Regions from separate parts of the Mus musculus genome. Here regions 2 and 3 are each linked to region 1. Evidence: chromatin contacts called from public HiChIP or PLAC-seq data. All regions are on one chromosome and are shown on one strand. Each heading gives the region's core, a stretch centred on a gene start, on an enhancer-like site or on the middle of the called end of the contact. The rest is flanking DNA. Distances are from core to core; before and after follow the strand shown.

Region 1 (3,633 bases), core at 943-3,442:
ACAGGACCTTTCTTAGAAGTATTCTCTTTTGAGAGTCATATTAAAATCTTTCTGACCTAATTTATTACAGATAAATTATTCATCTTTTTACATACTTCGGATCTGGAATGTCTGGGCCCATTTGTTTAAGGCTTGGTCCCCAATCCATGATACTGTTGGGAAGTGGTGAGACCTTTACTTAAGCAGAGAGAGTTAGGTCCACAGCAGCGTGCTATTGCTATTGGAGGGAATATCGGGCCCTCGCTCTTTCCTGGATCTTTGCCTTCCAGCTGCCATGGAGTGAGCAGGTTTTTCTACTATGCCCTGTCAGGGAGCCATGAGGTACACTCTGGTCACAGGGAATAACACCAAGGAGCCATGGACAGAACCAAACGAATCTCTCTCTTTACTGATTGGCTTCAGCATCTGTTTCAATAACAACAAACAAAACCACAATCGTCTCCTGCTCTTCAATGACTGTTCAGCTGCATGGTCAATAAAATACTGGCTTCATGAAAAGTATAATCATCAGAAAATCCAAGCTCCATGGGCTCGGCGTCTACACTGTTTAAATCTCCCCAGATCTACTACAGGGTAACAGAAACCCAAGAAGATGAGTAAACACTTGTACATCTCTCCTTCCTCTTCAGCAAAGCTTAAGAGGCCCACGGGGAAGGCAACAAGGATGATTACTTGAGGGTAAAACGCTTGGAAATTTCTTGCAGAATTCATCTATTCTCTATGAGAGAGCCTGGGAGTGCAGAACAGGCTCCAGGTCCAAACTTAATATAAAAACTATGCATTTTAAATTTTCAAGACTGCTCATTTTAAAACAAGAACAGCAGGGCTGTTCATGGTGATGTCCACAAGAACAGACCACCCAGTAAGGTTGGGACTTGTTTTGGGAGCCACTGTATCCACACTGTATTGGATAATGCCCAGCAATGCACAAATTCTCAAATATTTAATTTTTTGAGATGTTGAGTGAACCCAGATGAAATGTAAGTGGCTGGCACAGAACTAACACTTGGAGAATATGTGCCTCCATCACCACTGACTCCATGGATACTCTGGTTGTGTGATATTTACATCTTTGGGAACGACCTGGATTCAAATCTCAACTTTCTCAATTACTAAGTGCAGAGCTAATTTCCCTGGGTTCAAATCCCAGGTATGCCTCATTAATTCTGAGCTTCAATTTCTTCATCTGGAAAATAGAAATAAAATATATATGTATATATGTACATACACACACACACACATATACATACATATAATATAAAATTATATATACATAATCTAATAATCTATCTCCAAATAATATCTATATAGATATATAGATCTCTCCAAATTTCTTTATCTGTTGTGATTCCTTAGGGTTCCACAAAGAACTGTGTTCAATTTCCCATGTTGCTGTAGCCTAGTGCATAACAGGACTGCAACCGGGTGAGGAGGGTGAGCATTCCAGAGACGGAAACCGCTAACTGAGCATAGAGGGAACTCAACCTGGCGCTGACAGCCACTACCAAGGGTCGGCCGTTTCGCCATCGTCAGTAAGTCCAACCAGCCGCGTCTAAGTGCAGGTCAGAAAAAAGAAAAAAATAAAAACCAAAAAAAAAAAAAAAAAAACCCAAAAACAAAAAACCCAGTTAAACCCCAGTTTAGACCCTCCCACCAACGAAGGGTCCCTCCGCCTCTGGCCTCCAGCGGTCGCAGGATTCTGGTTTCCGGCCTTTAGGGAACTACATTTTCCAGCATGCCCTCTGGAAAGAGGGAAGTCTTTTGCACTGGATGACTACCAATTCCGGCATGCTATTCAGTTCACTAATAACTCAGATGACAGCGTGGGATGAGCCCATTGCATGTCGGGAATTGTAGTGTAGAAGCGGTAGGCTCGCAGATGGGCGGGGAACAGCCCGCCAGTTCTCGTCCGCTATGGGGGAATGATTCATAGAGTGTTAGGAGAGACAGTTCTGCTCGTGGAAGCCCGCTGCGAAGCCCAACTCTTCCCCAAGGCTGGCAGACCTAGGGGAGTAGGCAGGGCCTGGGCCTGACTCAGTCTCTGGTGGCTCCTCAGGCCTCCACCAAGCCCCGGGCCTTGTCAGGGGAGGCCTCCGGGCGCCGGTTGCTGGGGGAGCGGTGACGTCGCGGGGTGAAAGTTGAGGGGCGGTGACGTAGGGCCTGCCCGGGCGGAGGCTGGCGGGTTGGAGGCTGGAGGGAGGGAGGGAAGGAGGGAAGGAAGGAAGCTGGGAAGGAGCGAGGTAGCGGGGGCGCGAGGCGTTTACCTGGGAGGCAGCGGCTGGGGCGCGCACAGCGGCTGCGGCTCCCCCGCACCTGCGGCCATGGATGAAGAGCGCGCCCTCTACATCGTCCGGGCCGGCGAGGCGGGGGCTATCGAGCGGGTCCTGAGGGATTACAGCGACAAGGTAAAGAACTCTGGCCCCGGGCGTTCGCTGTCTTGTCCCCCCTCCCCCCGGGCCGCCTTCGGGGCTTGCACTTCGCATCCTCCCCATCCCCCTCATTCCGGGGATGCGCATTGCTCTCCCCCGAAAACGTTTCCGGCTTGGGCATGCGTGTTTGTGCCCCCAGCCTTTCCCACTCGTTCATCCTGCATCTACCCATTGCCTCCACTATAATGCCCACTCCGATTTCTGGCCCAGCAGCCTGTCCTGTGGTCTTCTTCCTAAACGTGCAAGGCACACCCCCAGAATCTGTAGATGCGCGGCTGCCCAGTGCCCCGTTCCTGGATGCATAAAATGCATGCGAGGCTTTCTCACCTGTATAGTGTGAAAATACATGCTTCTCTGCATAAACACGGCCCTTGTCATGCACAAAACATATCAGCAACGATGGCAGGTCTTTGTGTACCTGTACCATTGTATGGTTTACCAGGCATTGATGTCTTTTATGTGATCTCCTTTGATATCCTCCAAGTGCTTATAAAGTAGATGGTATCAACCTTCCCATTTCATAGATGAGGAAACCGAGGTGCAAAGAACTGAAATCACGCCCCAAGGTCATGGACATATGTTGCAAGTGGGTAGAAAATCCAACTCCTAATAATACCTGTTATTTGTATCGCATTAACAGCTTTTCTGTTCATTATCTCATTTAATCTTGACAGCAATCCTGTGAGGTATTATCTGTGTTTTGCAATGGAGCCTCCAGATGGGCTAAGTAACTAGCCCAAGGTCATTCCTGGGAGCCAGAGCCTTCCCACCTAGGTTTTCAAACTATCCATTCACTGGTCTTTTGCTACAGTGATCGGTATCTTATTATTAATACCACTTTCATCTCTGGAGGAGCTCTCTCTCCAAGTACCATTAGATCTTCCTTTTCCTTTCAGCAGTTTCTCATGTTTGCTTTAATAAGTAGCCTACCTAACACCTTTAGGCTGTTTGGGAGACTTGTATGACTCTCTTCTCTGAAGACCCATCCATCACCAAGTTACACCATATACCTAACAGGTACCTTACTGTTCCTTTCCCCTGCCTATTTATCAGCCCTCTCTGAAAGAAACATGGCTGTATGCCCCTGTGGACCTTCTCTTCTGTGCCTACTACTCCGCTCTCATATATTTTGTATCAGTGAACTGCCTGTATGCCCATTTCTGCGCTTAGTAGAAAATACCTCCAGAAGAGACATACTTCTTGT
Region 2 (4,104 bases), core at 1,422-3,921, 210 kb after region 1:
ACGTCGTCAACAGCAGCTGGAGTAGTGATTCCTCCACACAGATTTTCAATGGACTCTGCCCATATCCTGGGACTTTGTACGTCAACAAGGAAATGAAAGAAAAGCCATCAAGACAGGCAGCAGGTAAAGGTGCTGTCGCCAAGGCTACTGCTCTGACTTTAGTCCAGAAACGAACGTGATGGAATGAGAGGACTGACTTCTGCACGTTGTCCTCCGACCTCCATACATGCACCACTTTGGCACACACCTCCCCACCACCCCTAAATATCTTTTCACCTTATTAAGAAAGGCCAACTCTCCCCACCCAACACATAATCTATAAAGAGCAATAAAGATAATCAAGTGAGGTCACATTCACATTTATGCCTTAAACAGTTGCACCCACCTCTCTTTTTCTGCATTTCTGATATCACTGCTCTTCCCCTCCGTCTCCTTTGTTCTGTCCTCTTAGCTGATCCATGCAGATTCTCCTTCCTCTTCTATTTCACAACTCTCAATAAAGGCAACTTCCCTGCTATCAGAGCTAATGAGTAGTTTCAATTCCTACTTTTCTGGACTTTTGTAGCATCCAGCAGCGTTTGACCATTTGTTTTTCAAAACAGTCTCTTGTCTGACTTCCAAAGTGCTCCCCTCTTCTTGCTCTCCCCACCACTCCCCTCTGGCCACCCCTTCTCTGTCTCCTCTACAGGTGCATCTTTAGGCTTGGTAGCCTGAAATTCCAGCACTAGGAAGGCTGACGCATAAGTTTTAGGTCAGCCTGGTCTACCTAGAGTATTTTTAAGCCAGTTTGGACTGTAAAGTAACAACTTGTTTAAAAAAAAAAAAAACCCAAAATATTATAATTAAAGAAATGAGAGAGACCATGAATTTGAGAGAGAATAATGGAGTGTGTGTGTACTTGGGAAGTGTAAATGATGTAATTGTATTTTAATTAAAAGCATTAGAAATGAATGAGTTTTTCTAGTGAAAAACAAACAAATGTACAAACAAATAAATATGCTTTCCTTCTTACCTTATAGTCTCTCCTGAGCGATTTTGTCCTTCTCCAGGGCTTCAGTCAGTCCATTTAGGACTCCTCTGTAGCTTCTAAAATGTGATTCTGTCACCTCTCTGCAATAGACCTCAGTGGCACTTTAGGACAGACATACAATAATTTGTAGAAAAGACTTTCTGCCACCTGAATTCCCATCTCCCTTCCTCACAAACCAGTCACTTCTCAGTCCCGGCGGACTCTGTTCCCACTACATAGTCTCCAAAGACTGTGCTTTTGTCAATCAACTCTCAGAAGTAAGCGTCACTTTCTTAAGGAAATGCCTCTGATGTTTCAGAATAGATGAAGCCCCATGTCCCCTTTAAGGGTGTTTACGGCACCATGGACTGCAATGCTCCACCTGGGATGGCTGTGACCCCTCACGTTTCTGCTTCACTATCCCACACAACCCACTTTGCAGCACCGTGTTCTAATGAACTGTCTCCCTGCCCTTCATGGGCTGCCATCACTGACTCTGGGAAAGAGAGGGGCAGGCAGTTCCCGGTGTGTTTTTTTACTTTATAGTAATATTTATCAATTGTCCATTCAACTTGTAGGGTTTTTTTGTTTGTTTTTTTGTTTGTTTGTTTGTTTTAAGCTCAGGCTGCTGTCAGGATGGTAGGCACTAGCTCTCCTGGCCAAACATTTCATATTTCTGTTGGGATCACAGACCATCTGAGAACTTGAGAGTTACAGACTTTACAAAAAAAAAATAAGGAAGGCCCACACCTTTTTCACTTCAGAAATGGCGTTAGCAAGAACTATGAGCAGCCCATAGTGACTGTGTATGCAGGGGAGAGCCGAGACTGAATACTGTTATTTCCTGTAATGAGCAAACAAAGAACACGATGCACAAGGCAATAACAGCAAATTAACAAATCAGGCTATGAAACAATGCAGAGGGCAAAAGTGAGTTACTTTAGCGCAGCTACACTGCCTTGGAATTAATCTCCAATTAGCTGTGACTTTTTAGGAAGTAATATCACCTTTCTGTGTGGGCAGTGTGGGCATCAGGAACATGGGGACGCTATTCCTTGGTGAAAGATCATGTTAAACGAGTTAATAGTAGTTCAGAGTATTAAAAAACAAAACAAAGCCCTCACATCTACTCCTCATTAAACCATAGTTCCCCTTAAAGATGAGGCCAGGATGCAGGTGTAGCTTGCCCAAGGCTGCCCACCTAAGAATGGCAGTCCTCTTAGCCTTGTGTCCTATGTACAATGATGCTCTTGCTAAAAAGGTCACATAGTCTGCTCTCTTATGCAATCCTCTCAAGCAATCCTGAGGTGAGAAATACATTTTTATAATTAAAACAGTCCTCTCAATAAAACCAATTAAGTTCTGATCTGACAGTTTCAAGTGAATTCCAATTTGTAGGCAAAGAACCACAAAGTTGGTCAGAGGAAGGGCCCTGCCAGGACCGCTACCGTGGCCTCTTATTTACGTGTGCAGCCTCCTTTTTTCAGTGCTCCGAGGTGGAGTGCCTGTGTGGACGTTCTCGGTGGGCAGCTGCTAACCCTGACCCCGGTAGGCAGGCTTGAGGCTCAGCCAGAGCTGGAGAAATAGGGTGGCTTACCTGTGGGCAGCAGTCCAAGCACAGCGGAGAGACCTTGGGCGTTGAGCTAAGTTCCCACCCTGTTCCGCAGGCCTCTCCACTCAGGAAACAGATCCTAGGTAACTGGCAGGGCTTCGCCTTGGCTGGTAACCAATCAGAGCTCGAGAAACTGATGTGCAGGAAGTCACGCCTCCATCCCGAGCGTAGCCAATTAGAACACTGTGTACAGGCTCCCGTGGGAATAAGTGAGCCACACTACAGGGTCTATTGCCACCAGTGCCACCTGGCGCTTCTGTCTCAGCAAACTCTGGTGGTTCAGTCTCTTTGTCCCTTAGAGAACGTTACAACTCGTTGAGAGAAAGAGGCAGGGAGGAGGGGCAGATCAGAACCTGTTGTCTGTAATGTGGAGCCATTCAGAATTCTCAAGTTTAAAACTTTGAAACCTGACCTGTCCAAACAAAACAAACCCCTCACATCTGCGGTAAACACCAGGTCTGATTCCCTAAATGCCATTCATCCTTTTTACCCCTAGATGACTTTGCCCAAATACTGCTAAACTGCCTTTTGCTTTACATTCTAAGTTATTCGTGATGCCCACACTCATAAACCAGCCAACCAAAAGCCAGAATCTTTTTCATCCATCCTTCAGATAAATATTTACAGGCTGCCGCCTCAGCACCAAGCATGCGGAACTGCAGCGCTAGGACCTTGGACAGGGCAACAGGAACTGAAACACATTAACGTGGTAACCACAATGAGAGTGAAGTGCTACCCAGGAAAGAGTCCCCTGTGCCCACCCTGTGCTGTATGCAGTTAGAGCAAGGAAAATGGTGTTTCCTAGGCTGATAGCCCGCCTCGTTACCTTTCTAAGGGTCTCTCACTCAGGTTGACACCTCCCCTTCATGTGGAGTGGAGGCTCCTGATTATGTCCTTAGCTAAGAACAATGCTTGATCCACAGTTAAGAACTCCAGAATGTTAATCATATCTGAAAACAGCCGTGTGGTTTACACTTTGTGGGCTTTAGAGGAACAGAGTCCTGACTCCTAAAGATCAGTTCTGATCCTCAGGCTACTCCGGAATTAACTGAGCAGCTACTACCTAGATGAGTAGGTGATCTATGTCCAATAACCCTTCTTAGCACATCAACACTCTATTCATGGATTTTACTGCACACTTTCTTACAAAAATTTGGGATTCATGGTTAAGATGTGCTATCCTCACTTGGGAAAAGGAAACTACAGTCAAGTATAGAAAAGGAATAAGTGGTCACATCGCAGCATGGGGAAGGATTAGACAAAGACAGCCTGGAATTACACAGTAATCTAGGCCAGTTTTGTTTAGTTTCAGGCACTGTCTCAAAAGCCAACCCACACCCCCCATCAGACAATTGAAAAAAAAAGGGGGGGAAGAAAGAAAGTTATAGGTGTTAAAGTCAAGACTTGGAATTGCATGCTGTGCAATCACTTGTTAGGAGAGGGACGCAGAACTGAGAATCATGGTGTGGGAAGCTTGCACCAA
Region 3 (3,672 bases), core at 819-3,318, 240 kb before region 1:
GTGCTGCTTCCTAGAGCCCGTGAATAAGTTCTGGTGTTAACAACTTTTAAGTGACTATGCCCTGCTTCTCAGTGTTATTACTGGATGGATAATTTAAGGCAGATTATTTTTTGCGCCTGACTCACCTATCTCTTGTCTTTGTTAGGTAACATCCTTGGTGTCATTCGAGACCATAAAAAGCTTGTCAGCACATTCCGGCTGATGCGAAGAGCAGGCTATATCAATGAATTTGTTTCTATCTCCACAAACCTTACGGATCGCTGTGTTTATATTTCCTCTGATGGCGGGCGCTTGTGCAGGTGTGTTGCTGTAGAGACCTGGAGACTCTTTATGTGCACTTTGGAAGAAATGGCCTTGCCTCTAGTTTTAAAGCCTCTTTTTTGTCCTGAAGATAAATTTAATTCAGTTATCCTACAACTTAGAGAATAATGGGAGGTCTGAAAAACAATGGGAGATATTTTCTGTTCTCAGAGAGTTCAGACTGCCGGGAGAGGCGGAAACCATGACGAGTGGCAGCCAGCTGTTCTGGCTCGAGTGGACTCGAGTTGCTGTCTTGTTTTACTGGGTGTGTTGCATGTGTAAGACTATCATCTGAGTTATCTTCATCTTCATGAGGACCTTGGTGGTCTATGAGGCTGAGCCGAATGAGCAGAACTAGAGCACGGTAGAATTGGGCTTTTCCTGGTGGTCCTTAAATGTTACTTGGCTCCACCGATTGTGACCCACCTCTGTATTCTGCCCAGCTTTAAAGTCTTGACATCCTGACCCCTCTGCTTCCTGCAGTCATTCCTCACCCTCTTCCATAAGATTCCACGTACTCTGCATAATGTTTGGCTGTGGATCTTTGCATCTATTTCCATCAGCTGCTGGATCCGAGAGCTTACCCCTAATACTACCTAGAGGGCCAGGAACCAGAGAACCAGGATAGAATCAAACAGGATCAGCAATTAAGAAGGAGAGTGTTGGGGGTGGGGGGAGAAGCCAATGAAACCATCCCTAATGATATTCTTCTGTTATACTCATAGACAGAAGCCTAGGATACTCAGCCTTCTGGTCAATTCTTAGTGCTTCGAGTAAAGTACATTTTTGCTTAACTCAGTCAGAACTGGCTTCTCTTGTGATGTTGCTGAAAATAAGATGCCCACATTTGAGTCCTCACTGGCCACTTAGTGACTGTGTGATTCTAAGTATTCCTAAGTTTCTGAGGTTTGATTTCCTCGGCTGTGAATTATAAGTGGTAATGTCTCCCTAGGTAGGACTCTGCTAAGAATAGCAAGTAGGCTGTGGTAAGTACTTATGCAGAGCTGCTAACAAATAGCCCAGGCCAGGCATGGTGGCCTAAATCCTAGTCAGGCAGAGGCAGGTAGTGGGTCTATGAGTTCCTGGTCTCTGGTGAGATCTTGTCTTAAGTAGAGGAAGGACATGGGGTGAAACAGCATGGCCTTCTGAGGCAGGAGACGCACAGGCATGTTGTGAGCTGTTCCTGTTCAGAACGGTTTCATTTTACTTTATCCATACAATAAAACATGTTTTTTAAAGAGTAAGTTGTTTTTAGAAATAAATGTATAATAGCAGACCAGAGAGCTGGCTGGCATGGAATTTACTGCACAAGCTGCTTCTCTGGGTCCTGTTCTTGACTGGGAACCTTACCCCCGCCGTAAGCTCAGCAGTGGTCTGAGCTCCTGGGGTAGGCCGGGAGAGGGTCTCTGTTTCCTCACCAAAAGCAGGACTTCGGGGTCCTGCTGACTTCCTTGAAGAGCTCTCTCTGCTGCTGTCAGCAGCTCATGTCCCTTTTGTGAGTGTTTAGCTCCTCTTCTTGCCAGTTTCAAAGTGCTCATTAGCCTTCACATCGCTATTTGGGCTCCAGGATAGACACACAAGTGTCTGCTGGCTTCTCGCTCCCCTCTGTAAGAGCTGCTTATCCAAATAGCAACAGCCCTTGACATTTCCGTGCTGCATGCCATTCTTTTTGTGGCTAGTTTCTTGTGGTGGCAAAGCCCTCAGAGGCAAGTCACCTCTGACAGTTACAGGTTAATCTACCAGAGTGTTCCCTCCACCTCACCCCCATCAGTCATTACAAGTCACCAGTAAGGAAATGAAGCTGTGGTCTGTTCTCTATAAACATATAGCAAAGTGTAAGTCACCTGTTCATCTGTCTTGGTGATGTTAGTCATGTATGAAACCACCTCAGACACCTCGTTTCCACCGAACTCTCAAATCAGATGCTGTTACTGTCCACAGTGACAGGTTTCTGCCTGCCAGCTCCATAGGGATTACAGTAGTTCTGTGAGTGGGATATGTTCCAGGGTCTCCAGTGGATGTCTAAAATCACCAACAGTACTCAGTCTTGAATGTACCATTCTTTCATTCAGAAAACTGAGACTGCTACTAAATGACTAGCAAGCAAGCATCCTGTCAGTACTGTGTAGTGTGGATACCCTAAAGAAAAGGGGATCCCCTCCGAGGTAGAATGGAGTAGCGTGGAACAGGATTTCACCACCCTGCCCAGACGCATACATGATCTAAAACTTTTTAGACCACATATGGCCCCAAGGAACTAAAATCACCAAAGAACAAAACACCTTAATTCTGGGTAAAGGGAGACTGCTATAAACCACATATTCCCAATAGGAAGAGAAGAGAGGCTTCTGGGTAATCGCTGACACAGTTTACAAAATACAGCAGGAAGATTTTGTACCCTGTGGAGACTTTATTGACTGATTTTTGTGTTGCTTTTTTATTTAAATCCAAATGACTCTTAGGATAATTGGAGACAATTCTGTACAGTATATATATATATATATATATATATATATATATATATATATATATACTCACATGATCAGAGAGTGTGGTGGAGAGAAAAAGACCCTACATTTTCATGCAGAAAAAACTACTGTATGTCGTCAAGCAACCAGAGCAAGCTGTGTGTCTCCCCTCTCGTTCCATGGTGACAGGTAGAACTGGCTGATGTCATTCTTCTATAAGTTACTCTTCTCCCTTTCTAGGCCTTACATAATTGTTAAGAAACAAAAGCCAGCTGTCACAAATAAGCACATGGAAGAGTTGGCTCAAGGCTACAGGTAAGTGACCGAAGGTAGGAATCATTCGTTTCTTTAAATATGTGCCTACATGCTTTAGTCAGCTGTAGCATTCTTTGACGTGTACTGTTAGGAAAGTGTATTTTAATCTCTAGTCTATTCATTCCTCTCTACCAAGTTTACCAGCAGCCAGTTATAAATCATTGCCCATGCAGCGCCTGCATGTGATGAAGTGCTCACCAACCCCAGTCATGAGGAGTACAGAGCCTTGGTGTAATTAGTGTCCACTAGATACTTCCACCAAGAAAAGCCCCTGTAGACACACTGCTAATGTGGACACTGATTCCTCTTACCAGTTTCTGAAGTCAGTATTTTTACAAGCGGGGCCCAGGTTGGCAAAATTCACCCTTTAGTGCTTTTATCTTGGCAGCTTGTGAGCCTTGAACAACGTGTTCAGACATTTCAGTGTATTGATGCTCTCTAGGAGAGAATGGTATTTGGGAATAAGTGAAAACTAGGGTCCTCCATTGTTCTAACAGTGCTGCAATCAAGTTGCCTTCCTGTCTCTTTTACTAATATTTTCTCAGGAATTTTGAAGATTTCTTACATGAAAGTCTAGTTGAATACTTAG

What was found. HiChIP or PLAC-seq counts read pairs in DNA pulled down with a chosen protein or histone mark.
Region 2: a contact with region 1 is called in an H3K4me3 HiChIP or PLAC-seq map of intestinal villus epithelium, with 7 read pairs. The contact joins the promoter of Mterf2 here to the promoter of Ric8b in region 1. A contact is called at or near these places in 1 of 39 promoter capture datasets (pre-B cells), 2 of 484 Hi-C or Micro-C datasets (CD4 T cells and muscle stem cells), 2 of 115 datasets of contacts at active chromatin or transcription factors (intestinal villus epithelium and memory CD8 T cells) and 3 of 9 other capture datasets (adipose tissue, liver and pancreatic islet).
Region 3: an H3K4me3 HiChIP or PLAC-seq map of bone marrow-derived macrophages shows a contact between it and region 1, with 6 times the contacts expected there. The contact joins the enhancer-like site here to the promoter of Ric8b in region 1. A contact is called at or near these places in 3 of 39 promoter capture datasets (the C10 cell line, cranial neural crest and macrophages), 6 of 115 datasets of contacts at active chromatin or transcription factors (the 230-238 cell line, bone marrow-derived macrophages, double positive thymocytes and 2 more) and 1 of 9 other capture datasets (embryonic stem cells).

The regions. Positions count from the first base shown.
Region 1 is chr10:84,915,421-84,919,053 of GRCm38.p6, forward strand. It overlaps Ric8b (RIC8 guanine nucleotide exchange factor B), which reads left to right and starts at 2,193. Exons shown (of 10, transcript NM_183172.2): 1 at 2,193-2,405. The coding sequence starts at 2,322.
Region 2 is chr10:85,125,356-85,129,459 of GRCm38.p6, forward strand. Mterf2 (mitochondrial transcription termination factor 2) reads right to left here and starts at 2,672. Exons shown (of 3, transcript NM_028832.3): 1 at 2,607-2,672; 2 at 1,013-1,131.
Region 3 is chr10:84,676,738-84,680,409 of GRCm38.p6, forward strand. Polr3b (polymerase (RNA) III (DNA directed) polypeptide B) reads left to right here. Exons shown (of 28, transcript NM_027423.2): 16 at 146-299; 17 at 3,009-3,083; 18 at 3,629-3,672. Among named protein-coding and RNA genes, the nearest start is that of Gm17249, 56 kb to the left of the region's middle. Within about 2 kb of position 2,069, at least 17 of the 459 cell types and tissues checked have an H3K27ac peak or open chromatin away from gene starts, as enhancers often do. A contact at or near this core is called in memory CD8 T cells, where this site is marked.